Regions from separate parts of the Mus musculus genome. Here region 2 is linked to region 1. Evidence: chromatin contacts called from public promoter capture Hi-C data. All regions are on one chromosome and are shown on one strand. Each heading gives the region's core, a stretch centred on a gene start, on an enhancer-like site or on the middle of the called end of the contact. The rest is flanking DNA. Distances are from core to core; before and after follow the strand shown. Region 1 has its middle 6.4 kb from the start of Gm39162. Region 2 holds the start of Mfhas1 (malignant fibrous histiocytoma amplified sequence 1).

Evidence for each region. Promoter capture Hi-C pulls out the DNA fragments that hold promoters and counts their contacts.
Region 2: a promoter capture Hi-C map of macrophages shows a contact between it and region 1, with 7 read pairs. The contact joins the promoter of Mfhas1 here to the enhancer-like site in region 1. A contact is called at or near these places in 2 of 39 promoter capture datasets (liver and macrophages), 9 of 484 Hi-C or Micro-C datasets (the MC3T3-E1 cell line, the Patski cell line, bone marrow-derived macrophages and 4 more), 3 of 115 datasets of contacts at active chromatin or transcription factors (bone marrow-derived macrophages and embryonic stem cells) and 2 of 9 other capture datasets (adipose tissue and pancreatic islet).

The regions. Positions count from the first base shown.
Region 1 is chr8:35,538,604-35,544,840 of GRCm38.p6, forward strand. No RefSeq gene overlaps it. Among named protein-coding and RNA genes, the nearest start is that of Gm39162, 6.4 kb to the left of the region's middle. Within about 2 kb of position 2,153, at least 31 of the 459 cell types and tissues checked have an H3K27ac peak or open chromatin away from gene starts, as enhancers often do. A contact at or near this core is called in bone marrow-derived macrophages, liver and macrophages, where this site is marked.
Region 2 is chr8:35,585,339-35,591,854 of GRCm38.p6, forward strand. Mfhas1 (malignant fibrous histiocytoma amplified sequence 1) reads left to right here and starts at 2,451. Exons shown (of 3, transcript NM_001081279.2): 1 at 2,451-6,020. The coding sequence starts at 3,035. Gm16793 (predicted gene, 16793) reads right to left here and starts at 3,682. Exons shown (of 3, transcript NR_040376.1): 1 at 3,500-3,682.

The DNA.
Region 1 (6,237 bases), core at 903-3,402:
AGAACATTCTGGCAAAAGTGGTCTCACATAAACTAATTATGTCCTGGGAGTGTAGCTTTGTATTGGTGTCAGTTTTGTAGCATGCACAAGACCTAAAGTTCAGCCCCTAGTACCTAAATGATGATGGTGATGGTTGATGTCAAAGACAAAATACTAATTGCTGGATTGTCGAGGAAAGTACTTTGGAAGGCAGTTTTGAGATCCTCAAAGTATTCTTTCCTTTTAGTTGGTGATTCTAAAAGTTCAGAAGTAGCTAATAATAAAGTCTTTAAGCCAAAGAAATAGCCCACAATGTATTTTAATAATAAAAGCTTAGAAGTGCCCCATAAGCCTTACAGTAAGATGTGCTTTAAAAATGATACACCTTGGGTCCAGAGAGATGGCTCAACAGGTTAAGTGCATAGTCCACTCTTGCAAAGAACCTGAGATCCATTGCCAGGATCCACATGGCATTTCACAACCAGCTGCAACTCCAGTTCCAGGGATTTACACATTCTTTTGACCTCTCCAGGCACCTAGCATGTATTCCACATACATACACACAGGCAAAGTATATATAATTTTTGTTATATATTAGATACAAACAGGTGAGTCTTTTAAAAATGATACAATCATCTAGTGGGCAATATTGTGGCTAGTAGAATGTTTACATTAGTAGTGGAAAATAATTATGAGCCCATGTTAAGTGGAGAAAAATAAAACCATGCAAGATTATACCAATCAATCTTTGATATAATTCCTGTAAATGTATATGAAAACTCTAGCAATGCTATAGTGGCCAGTCTTAGGTAAGAATATGAGAAGAATATAAGAAGAATATAATAGCTCTTCTCCTCTTCTCTATGTTTTTTACACTGTCCCAAACCATCTACAACAAATGTAAGAGAATACTTGTATAGATTGTCATGAAGAATTTGAAATAGAAAGTAAAAATGGGAAATAAAAAGAGCAGGAGAGTTATGGGATGGCCGATAAGAGTGCCTTGCATGCAATTGTAGGGTAACTGCTTATGAAACCATTTTAAATTATAATCTCATAAATCATGTAATTTCAGAATTACATAGAGGTGACTTGAATGAATATACCCATATGAATCTGAGCTGAACATTACCTGTGTAGAGAGTTCCCAAAGGACAAAGGTAGGCAATGACGAGGACACAATGGAGAAGCATTTGTTAAAATCAGACTCTCAGGGCCAGATGCCGTAAGCACACAGTTTTTAATTCCAGCATGTAGAAGGCAGAGGTACATGGATCTTTGTGAGTTTGAGGCCAGCCTGGTTTACATGAATGAATTAATGAATGAATGAACATTTCTTCTACCATCTTTTCTTCCCCACTCTGTTTATTCTCCTGTATTAAAAAACATCCTTAGCTTATTGGTTATCAAATATTTTTCCTGATCCTGTTCTCATAACTACTTGGAGATCATGTCAAATTCAATACCTGGACAATTGCGTTAGGTTCAGGACTGGTCTTGCCACCAGTCTTTTATCACTTGCCAAATTTTGTATCTGAGAGATGCATCTGATGAGATTCCTGCCCAGCGTTTACCTTGCACGTTTAGGTGCCAAGAACTATGCTCAGTAAAGGCGCATTAGTGGGCAAAGCAGACTGTGTTCCTGTACTCAGGGAACTTAAATTCTAATAGAAATAAATAATTCAGACCCACACTTGGAAGGCTTTTCTAAGTCCTGACCTTTCTGCCTTCTCCCATAATGCTTTTACACAACCCACTCACTAGGTCCCACCGTTTCCTTCCTCATGCTGTTTGCTCAAATACTGTGCAGCTTTTTGTGGTTGCCCTTGGGCACCACTTTCCCTCTGAAGACTTTTATGAACCTCACGCTGGACTTTGTGACTCTTAACATCCCTCCCATAGCATCCACTGTCTAACTTTTTCCTCGGAGTCTTCTTAACTCTGTTAAACAGAAATGTATGCGTCTCCTTCATGAGACTTCAAGTTCGCTGGAAATGGAGTCATTGTCTTAATGATTTATCTACTTTCAGTGCCCCATGAAATGAAGATAGGAAACAAAAGGGGAATTAATCTCGTAATCCTAGTTCCCTTTTTGTGATTAAGACAGTTGGCTGTGTGATATTGGGCTCATACATCAGGCTGACAAAGCAGGTGTCACGGGGAGGCTTCCTCGGATGGACTGTGACTAAGAAGACGATGAAAAGAAAAAGATCTTGGCCTGGAGAGATGGCCCAGTAGATATATGCTTGCCTTGAAGCATAAGGATTCAAGTTTAATGCCCACAAGCTTCATTAAGAAAAAATAGGCATTTGTAATCTCAGATGTGGGAAGTGAGAGACTGGGGCTAGCTGCCTAGCTGGTTTTAATATACATTCTATTAGTATATTATCATGCATGGGTTGTTTGAGCTCACTGAGAAGCTGACTACAGAGGCAGGGTATCCTAGCACCCCACACCATCATTTTTAGACCCAAGCATGTTTGTTTCAACGTGACTCGAAAGGCCCCTCCCTTATCTGGGGATGTAGCTGCTTGTACTACGATGTTAATTCTGTTCCCCCCAAAATTATGTCCCTCCCCCAAAAAAACTGCTTACAAGAGAGGGTCTCCATGGAGCTTCGGGGAACCTTCCCCCAGTTGGTTCTGATAGGTAAATAAAGATACCAGCAGCCAATAGCTGGAGAGGACATAGGCAGGGATTTCTTGGGCTTGAGACAGGGGGAGAGAAGAGATCAGCCATGCAGGGAGAGTGTGGAGGAGAGGAGAGATGCCATGCAGACAGAGGTGTGGCCACCATGTGAAGGAGCCGGGAGAGCAAGGCCCAGAAAATTGACCAATTGGATCTAGAGCAGGCAAGATAGAACATAGAATTTAGTAAGCAGTAACTCAGAATTCTGGGCAGGAAGAAGATTCTGGCAGCATGGAGGCTAGGTGGCTGCCCAGCTATTGTGCTGCCTAAGGCATACTAAAATATAAAGGCTGTGTGTGTCTTTCATTTGGGGGACATACAGGCAGTATGTGTGTCGTTCATTCGGGAACATAAACCATTGAGGCAGGTAGCTAACCCACGCTGAGATTTATTAATTAGTTAATAATTAATTCAACGGGAGATGGTCTGGTCCCACTCACTCTGTGACAGGGAGGAACTGGAACAGTTAAATGACTCAAGAATAAAAAATCATCATCTTTGAGAGCAGCGGGAGGACAATTTCCAACAGAAATTACGATTGCTTATTCCCTGTTATAAAGATGTCTGCAGTGGGAAAGAGAAAATGGAAGCCCAGGCATGAGAAGCTCTGTCATAGATAAAATGCTCAATAAGGAACTTCGGCTGACTGACTCAGCCTCCCAAGTCAGTTTCTGAAAGACGCCTCATTTGGTGAGGGCATCTCTGTTATCATTCTTTGACTTGGACACTCTGCTCTGTTTGTGGCTCTCGGAAAACCCCAGCTGATTGTTTTAAAAGGGCTTCCCCAGTCACTTTCTTCTCTGTTTCCAAGCTCCTGGTTTGGTGATGTTACTACCTTCATGCTGTTATTTGTTCTTTTACCCGAAAGCTTTACTCAAGGGGACACTCTGCTCTGTCTAGGACTCCATCAGGAACATCAACTGGCTTCTTTATAGGGGCTTCCTCAGCAGATTTCTGTGGGATATTTTGAGTGTCGAGCATAATAATGTGATAATCTACCCATCGATTCACCACTTATTATTTATTCTTCTCCTTTGGCTTACTCTATACTTGATAAACTCACTCATTGAAAGTGAAAAGTATGGCTGTCATAGATCATTCTCTATGCCATACAGAACACCAGATAACCAAATTGGTGAGTGAGATCTAGGCTACTGACAAATCATATCTTAAAAAAAACAAAAAAACAAAAAAACAAAAAACAAAACAAAAAACCCAAAAAAAACCAAACCACCCTCTATAAAGTAAACTGTGTCTAAGGTGAGGCTGTTCTCTAGTCTCTGCAAGCTGTAAATACATTTGCATCTACGTGCAACTACACACACATACACTCGTACACCCACAATATACTCTTAGACATATACTCACTCACGTGTGCACATACAGAAAGAGAGGAAGGGAGGAGGGAGGAGGGAGGAAGGAAAGCGCCTTAGTAGATAGAGCATGCGGTTGGCATGTGTAAGACCTGGAGCTTGTTCACGAAGACTTTTGACTCTTCCTCAGTATTAAGTTACTTGTGAATAAGATTATAGCAAGGGTGCGATCCTTATAAAGCAAGATAAGACTTGCTTTACACAGACACTGCTTTGCAGAAGTCAGATTTCTTTATTGTCTCCTTAACCTTTATCACGTAATTCCCAAGTTTCTAATTCCTGTTAAAGTTAAAGGAACAGGAGATACAAGTGCGAGTGCGCAGATCCGGAAATGTGACCCCTCCCCCAAACGAGGATGAGGCACTTCCGCCTGATTTACCCCTTTCCGTACCATATGATAGTACTTAACGTTAATTGGCTGCTAGAACTTTTATTAAGTAATCAGGAAGCATTAAGTTATTAGCTAGGATCAGAGTAGACACAAAGGCGATTATACTCAATCCTTAAATGGAGAGACATTTGCAGTAGAGAAACAATGTATTATTTCAGTGAATAAAGGGAATGGTTGTAAAAGCATCCAATCAGAATTGCCAGTTAAGCCCTTAACAAAACAGGATCCTCCCTCCCTCCCTCCCTCTCTCTCTCTCTCTCTCTCTCTCTCTCTCTCTCTCTCTCTCTCTCTCTCTCTCCCTCCCTCCCTCCCTCCCTCCCTCCCTCCCTCCCTCCCTCCCTCCCTCCCTCCCTCTCTCTCTCTCTCTCTCTCTCTCTCTCTCTCTCTCTCTCTCTCTCTCAGAATGCTGGCTTTGAAAGTGAGGAGGGAACTGACAACCAAAATGCCAAGCGCAACTATGAAATAAGGTTCTGAAAAGTATCGGGTATCATGTTGTTCTCAACAACAACAGAAAGCCCAACCCGAACGAGTCCAAACAGTGAAAGTGCTTTTAGAGGAAGGATCAGAGGTAAGAAGTGAATTAGTCAGTCAAGGTTAACCTTGTGATCAGCAACTCCAGACTGTGAATGATCATACAGTATCAGCGGACCTCTTCCTGCAACTGATGTGCTCATGTTCCTGCTCAGATGATGGCTCTGGGAAGATATCTTTCATACGGGAATTGGGGTTCCCATATGGCTCTATCTGATTCTGTCCTGGGACTCTCCACCATTCAGCAAGCAGACACAGAAACAAAACCGGACGTCCCTCGGGAATCGGTCAGACTCGAATGGCAAGGCAGCGTGTTGGCTTACATTCCATTGACTTAAGTTCCAGGCTGCGTTGGCTACCTTCTCTTTGCTGTGATAAAAGACATGGCAGATGTGAGCAAACCAAAGAAGTTTCTTTCTTTGGTTTGGATCACACCTTAAGGCTAGGCAGAGTGATTGGGAAGACACAGAAGCTGCAACAGGGGATTGCTGCTCACATCGTAGCCTCAGTACGGAAGCAAAGAGAGAAATGCTGGTGTTCACTGGCCTTTCCCACTTTCGCCTTTCACTGTGTACCCCTGGCTGCCCTGGAACTCACTCCGGAGACCACCAGCCTAGCCTTGAACTCACAGAGATCCTCTTCCTTCAGCCTCCCAAGTGTGGGGAATTAAAGGCCTGCACCACCATCGACTGGCTCCCAGTTTTCCCTTTTTTATTCAGCCCAAAACCCCTGCCCCTGAGATGGTGTCACCATGTTCAGAGTAAGTCCTCTCAGTTAAACCTCTCTAGAACACTCTCACTAAAATGCCTTAGTGTTTATTAGTCCAGTCAGTTGTGGTGGTAATTAACTACCACACATCTAACAGTGGATGTCTCTTAGTGGAAAGTCCAAGAACCCGATACTCATTCAGTCCATAAGGCTGAATATCCCAGCAGGTCTCCAGGATATACTGGAATCCCAAAGATGTAGGCTCTAATGCCAGTGAAGGAATGCCTCAGCCACAGATGAGATGAACTTGCCAGCAAGAATAAGGGCAATCAGGGGAAAAGTAAAATCTTCCTTCTTCCATGCCCTTGGTCTGAAGCCATGAAGTGAATAGTTCTTTTCCTTCACACACAACCAGTAAGTTCTCTGATATTGTGTCTAAGCACACGGAGTCAAATGATCATAGACAGAATCCCTTGGAGCTGTGAGTCCAAACAAGTCTTTCCTTCCTTAAGTTGTCCATGCTGGGTATTTGCTCACAGTGTTGGTAAAAGTAACTGTCTTAGGGTT
Region 2 (6,516 bases), core at 1,201-3,700, 47 kb after region 1:
TATATATATATATATATATATATATAATTACACATGATTGATTCCCTTTAATGAGCACAAGGTACTACCTCATCCTATTTATGTTAATGGACTTACAAATAAAAACCTTGATCTTGGCTCACTCCAGGATCAATTAGCATGTCCGGATTTTATAATTTCTGTCAAAGCAGGACATCAGAGCGGGGTGCATGCGGGTGGAAGGGTGCAGGGGAGCATATGGTGGAAAGGTGCTTGTTTCATGCCACCTGGTATGTTAAAGAGGAAGTGGAAGGTATGATGTTTCACTAGTTTCTTTGAGAGCACAACCCAATGACCCAACTTCCTCTGGTTAGGGCTTATTTCATGTTTTGGCTACCTCCCAATAGTGACATGCTAGGGACTAAGACTTTTGTGTGGGGGCCATGGAGGAAATCCCAGTCACAAACTACACTGCTCTAGATCCAGATTGGAGGCTGCCGACACCTGAAATCTAAGGTCATATATAGAATGTTCTAGAATGTGGAGAGGGCATGTCCCTTAGACACAACAGAAAATTAACCACTTAGAATTGGAGCATAGGCTCAGGAGGTCAGGATGAGTATCCATGGCAGAAGTTATTTGAACTTAGTTCCTTCCTTCCTTCCTTCCTTCCTTCCTTCCTTCCTTCCTTCCTTCCTTCCTTCCTTCCCTTCCCTTCCCTTCCCTTCCCTTCCTTCCTTTTTTCCATTCCCTCCCTCCCTTCCTGCATTCCTTCCTTCCCCTTCCTTCCTTCCTTCCTTCCTTCCTTTTTCCATTTCCTTCCGTCTTCCTTCCTTCCTTCCTTCCTTCCTTCCTTCTCTTTTCCATTCCCTTCCTTCCTTTCCCCTTCTCTCCCTCCCTCCCTTCCCCCTTCCCTCCTTTCCTCACTCTCTTCCTTCCTCACTTCCTTCTTTCCTTTCTTCCTTTCTCCCATTACTTAAAATATTCTTTCTCCTGATTTAACATTTTAGTTTTTAGTAGCCTGGCTTTCAAAGAACTCCACGTTCTTCTTTGCTTGAAGAAGTTAATGTTACCATGACCTCACACTTTAAACCCTCTTGCTTCATTCAGTCCCTCAGGTGCTGCAGTGACAGGCCTGCAGGAACATGCGTAGCTTCAGGGGCTCTTGTACAGGCTTTTCCCAAGCTTGCTCAGTATGAACTTTGCTCCCAGAAGTCACCTTGCCTCTTGCCTCACATGCTGGAAACCCTGGGTTCAAACTCTAGAACTGAGGAAAAAAATCACTCTAGCCATAGGGATCTTTCAGGACTTTGCAAGTAGAGGATTGTTCCTTGCAGGCAAACTCACCTCCTTTATAGCCGGGGTGATAAGGGGCATGCCTAAAAGCTGACAGGTCCCAGGCACTACTCAGCTCTCTTAAGCAGATAAACAAAATGATCGATTATCTAATGACAAATGGAGAAGAGTTTTCTGAAGACAGTTACAATGGAAGGATAGCTTGTTTGCTTGCAAATTGAGTCTAATTTGTGTTGCCCTTATTATCGTGGTATGGAGCCAACTGCTGGAGCTTTGGCAAGCTATCAGTGACCACACCCTCGATGAAAGTGACTGTCCTTTTCAACCAGTTGTTGCCTGTCGGTGTTCCTCAGATAAAGTGATTAAGCAACTGGAAAGGAGTGGTAGAGGTGATCTCTGCGGTCTTGACAGGTTTCACGGCTTTGATAAATTCGGAGATTACTTGAGTATAGATATGATCTCAAACCAACTTCCTCTCAATGGAAACAAGCCCACACTGAACCCTGCAATAGCGAAAATGTGTCTGATAATACGGTCATTTCTTTGAATCCACAGAATACGGGGAATGTCGGATTCAAGATGTAGCATGTTGCATTCGGCTGTGGCGCTAAATGGGATAGTACAGACTTAAGACATCTTGCATGGCCTCCAACCCCCAGCCACCCACAACAGGCCTGAGATGTGCTGGCTCAAACCAGGGGAGCTGAAAACTAGGCTTCGGTTGACCTAGTACAAATAGTCCCCAATAACTAACTTATCAAATGGATTAAAAGGTTCTTTGCTTTTCCCCCATCTGCCTTTTATAACTACCCTCTTGTTCTAAGCTCCTTGGACACCCAGGTCCTTAAATTCTGCCGGCTCTATAGAGGTGTGGATGTATGGCGCATGGGAAGGATGAGCAAGAAAGCCAGCTAAATCCTATGCTTAGGGATGAATAAGAAATCCTTAGAGGCCAGGACCAACAAAGAACCTGATGCAGGAGAAACCAACCCGGAGACCCCGGAGTCCCACATCAGCTTTGAGGACCGCATCTGGTGCGCCTGGCGCAGGGCGAAGTCCACGTCGCCGGCCCCACTGTAGCTGGACCCCCCAAACCCCAAAGCCTGCGCTTACTTGCAACTCCCGCCCCAGGGGCGGTGCCGGGAACAAGCGGCGCCTCCGCCGGTCACGTGGGGGCCGCTCCACCGGGCGGCGCTGTAGCTTCCCGATCGCGCTCTCCAAGCGCCGGGGACGCGGCGCTCGCGCTCCCGCCCGAGCCGCGGGGAAACGGAGACAAGGAGACGCCTTCACCTCCGGCTCCCCGGCCCTGCGCCCGCAGCATGCCCGCCGCGGAGCCGAGCGCCGCCCTCCTCCTGCAGCTCGCGGAGGTGACGCCGCCGGCCTCCGGACCGCCGCTGCGAGGGTAGCGGGGCTGGAGTCGGCTACCGAGGCTCGGCGAGGCGGGCGGAGCTGGAGGAGGAGCAGGCATCCTCCGCGGCGCGGCGGGCGGCGGCCCTGCTGCCCGGCGCGCCCATGGCCCAGGAGCACGGAGAATGCGAGCCGCGCTGCGCGGCCGCAGCCCAGCTCCGAGCCGCTTGCCCGGAGCCCCTCAAACCTGCCTGCGTCGCTGCCGCCCGCCACCGGCTGCGCTAGGACCCACGGCCGCCGGCCGCGCAGGGGTGGTGGCCCGGGAGCAGCGGGAGCTAGAGGGCCCGGGGGCTGGGCGCCCGCCGGAGTCCAGCGCGGCATGCAGCTGCGGGCTCCGGTACCGGCGTGAGGGTTGTCGGCGCGGGGCCCCGCCATGGCTGGCCAGGACAGTGGCAACCTGAAGACGGTGAGGCTGTGGCGGGACGCCGCCCTGAGAGCCAGGAAGCTGCGGAGCAACCTGCGCCAGCTCACGCTCAGCTGCCCAGGGGCCGGAGGCGACCCACTGGAGTCCCCCGACGCCCCCCAGCTGGTGCTGCCGGCCAACATCGGGGACATTGAGGTGCTGAACCTGGGGAACAACGGCCTCGAGGATGTGCCTGAAGGTCTGGGGTCAGCTCTGGGCAGCCTTCGCGTCTTGGTCTTGCGCAGGAACCGTTTTGCCCGGCTGCCCCCTGCGGTGGCGGAGCTAGGCCACCACCTTACCGAACTGGACGTCAGCCACAACCGGTTGACCATCCTGGGAGCCGAGGTGGTGAGCGCCCTGAGGGAGCTGCGCAAACTCAACCTGAGCCACAACCAGTTGCCAGCCCTGCCTGCCCAGCTGGGTGCCCTCGCCCACCTGGAGGAGCTGGATGTCAGCTTCAACCGGCTGGCGCATCTGCCAGATTCCTTCTCCTGCCTCAACCACCTTCGGACCCTTGACGTGGACCACAACCAGCTCACCGCCTTTCCCCAGCAGCTGCTGCAGCTGGCTGCCCTGGAGGAGCTCGACGTCTCCAGCAACCGGCTGCGAGGCCTACCTGAGGATATCAGTGCCCTGCGTGCCCTCAAGATCCTCTGGCTTAGCGGGGCCGAGCTTGGCACGCTGCCCAGAGGCTTCTGCGAGCTGGCCAGTTTGGAGAGCCTCATGTTAGATAACAACGGGCTCCAGGCTCTGCCCGACGAGTTCAGCCGTCTGCAGAGGCTCAAAATGCTCAACCTCTCTTCCAACCTCTTCGAGGAGTTCCCTGCTGCGCTGCTGCCCCTGGCTGGTCTGGAGGAGCTCTATCTTAGTCGCAATCAGCTCACCTCAGTGCCCTCTCTTATCGCCGGGCTGGGTCGGCTTCTCACCTTGTGGCTGGATAATAACCGCATCCGGTACCTGCCAGACTCCATTGTGGAGCTGACTGGCCTGGAGGAGCTGGTGCTCCAGGGCAACCAGATCGCTGTGCTGCCGGACAACTTTGGCCAGCTCTCCCGGGTAGGCTTGTGGAAAATCAAGGACAACCCACTGATTCAGCCCCCTTACGAAGTCTGCATGAAGGGGATCCCTTACATCGCAGCCTACCAGAAGGAACTGGCGCATTCGCAGCCAGCCGTGCAGCCCCGGCTCAAGCTGCTCCTGATGGGCCACAAGGCTGCAGGAAAGACCCTGCTTCGACATTGCCTCACCGAGGACAAAGTGGAGGGAGGGCAAGGTGGAGGGGACAAGGAGAAGAGCTACCTACCTTTCCCTCCCCTTGGTAGTAAGGGCATCGAGGTGACCAGCTGGACAGCGGATGCTTCCCGGGGCTTGCGGTTCATTGTGTATGACTTAGCCGGTGATGAAAGCTATGAGGTGATACAGCCCTTCTTCCTCTCCCCTGGAGCCCTGTATGTGCTCGTGGTCAACTTGGCCACCTATGAACCTCGCTGCTTCCCTACCACCGTGGGCTCCTTCTTGCATCGGGTGGGGGCCCGGGTGCCTCACGCTGTGGTGTGTATTGTAGGCACGCATGCGGACCTGTGTGGGGAGCGGGAGCTTGAGGAGAAATGTCTGGACATTCACCGACAGATTGCCCTGCAGGAGAAGAACGATGCAGAGGGCCTTAGCCATCTAGCCAAGGTGGTGGATGAGGCCCTGGCTCGGGACTTCGAGCTGCGCTCTGCCAGCCCTCACGCAGCCTACTACGGTGTTTCAGACAAGAACCTTCGGAGGCGCAAGGCCCATTTTCAATACTTGCTTAACCACCGGTTGCAGATCCTCTCTCCCGTGTTGCCCGTAAGCTGCCGGGACCCCCTCCAATTGCAACGCCTTCGAGACAAGCTGCTCTCTGTAGCTGAGCACCGAGAAATCTTTCCCAACTTACACCGAGTCCTGCCTCGATCCTGGCAGGTACTGGAGGAACTGCACTTCCAGCCACCTCAGGCACAACGACTGTGGCTGAGCTGGTGGGACTCTGCCCGCCTGGGCCTGCAGGCAGGTCTGACTGAGGACCGGCTCCAGAGTGCTCTTTCCTACCTGCACGAGAGCGGCAAACTGCTCTATTTTGAGGATAGCCCAGCCCTCAAGGAGCATGTCTTCCACAACCTCACCCGCCTCATTGACATCCTCAATGTCTTTTTCCAGAGAGATGCTTCATTGCTGCTGCATAAACTGCTCTTAGGGACCAATGGAGAGGGGGAGGGGGAGGGGGAAAGTTTCCCCACTATAGCAGTGCCCAGCCCGGGTCAGGACCCACTCCGGGCCACCCAGCTTCATCATTATGTGGAAGGCTTTTTGCTGCATGGGCTTCTGCCAGCCCACATCATTCGGTTGCTGCTTAAGCCTCATGTCCAGGCCCAACAGGACTTGCAGCTCCTGCTGGAGCTGTTGGAGAAGATGGGACTCTGTTACTGCCTCAATAAACCCAAAGGCAAGCCTTTGAATGGCTCCGCGGCATGGTACAAGTTCCCATGCTACGTGCAGAATGAGGTGCCCCATGCAGAGGCCTGGATTAATGGCACCAACCTAGCCGGGCAGTCTTTTGTGGCTGAACAGTTACAGATCGAATATAGTTTTCCCTTCACCTTTCCACCTGGATTGTTCGCACGTTACAGTGTCCAGATCAACAGTCACGTGGTGCACAGGTCGGATGGGAAATTTCAGATCTTTGCATATAGAGGGAAAGTTCCCGTGGTGGTGAGTTACAGACCTGCCAAGGGGGTTCTGCAGCCCGACACCCTGTCCATTGCCAGCCATGCGTCACTACCAAATATATGGACCGCATGGCAAGCCATCACCCCTTTGGTAGAGGAACTGAATGTCCTACTTCAGGAATGGCCTGGACTGCACTACACTGTGCACATCCTCTGTTCTAAGTGCCTTAAGAGAGGGTCGCCAAATCCACACGCTTTCCCAGGTAGGCAGAGAGGGTGTTTGGGATTCTCTGACGGGTTGTCTTATGTTGTGTTTTGGAGGCTTTTGTTTCTCGTGTGGCAGGAGTGTTTCTGTAGTCTCATAGACTTTCCAGGAAAGCCTTTCAAGGTAAATGAAGGGCGGTCGGCCAGGTGAAATGCTGCCACGAGCATCATTCTCTTCTAATAGAGAGACTCAGACTGCCAGATTCACACATTTCCAATTCGCCTTTATTGTCCTATGCAAGCTTGCCGCATTTGCGGAAGGCAATCTTAGGTGACCACACAGAGGTCAGAGGAGTGTGACATTAGATCTGTCTGAGCCTCCATTCTCACAGGCATTAGACTCAGGTCGATCAGAGGGAGGATCCTGGGTCTGTGTTGGGGGTCATATTCTTTTGTTTAAAGTCTGTGTGTAACCAGCAAGTTAGAGTTAGGACTGGCTTTTCCCGAGAAATTCAAAGAATGTTCTGTAATCAGGGTGAGTGATGGCTGAGTAGT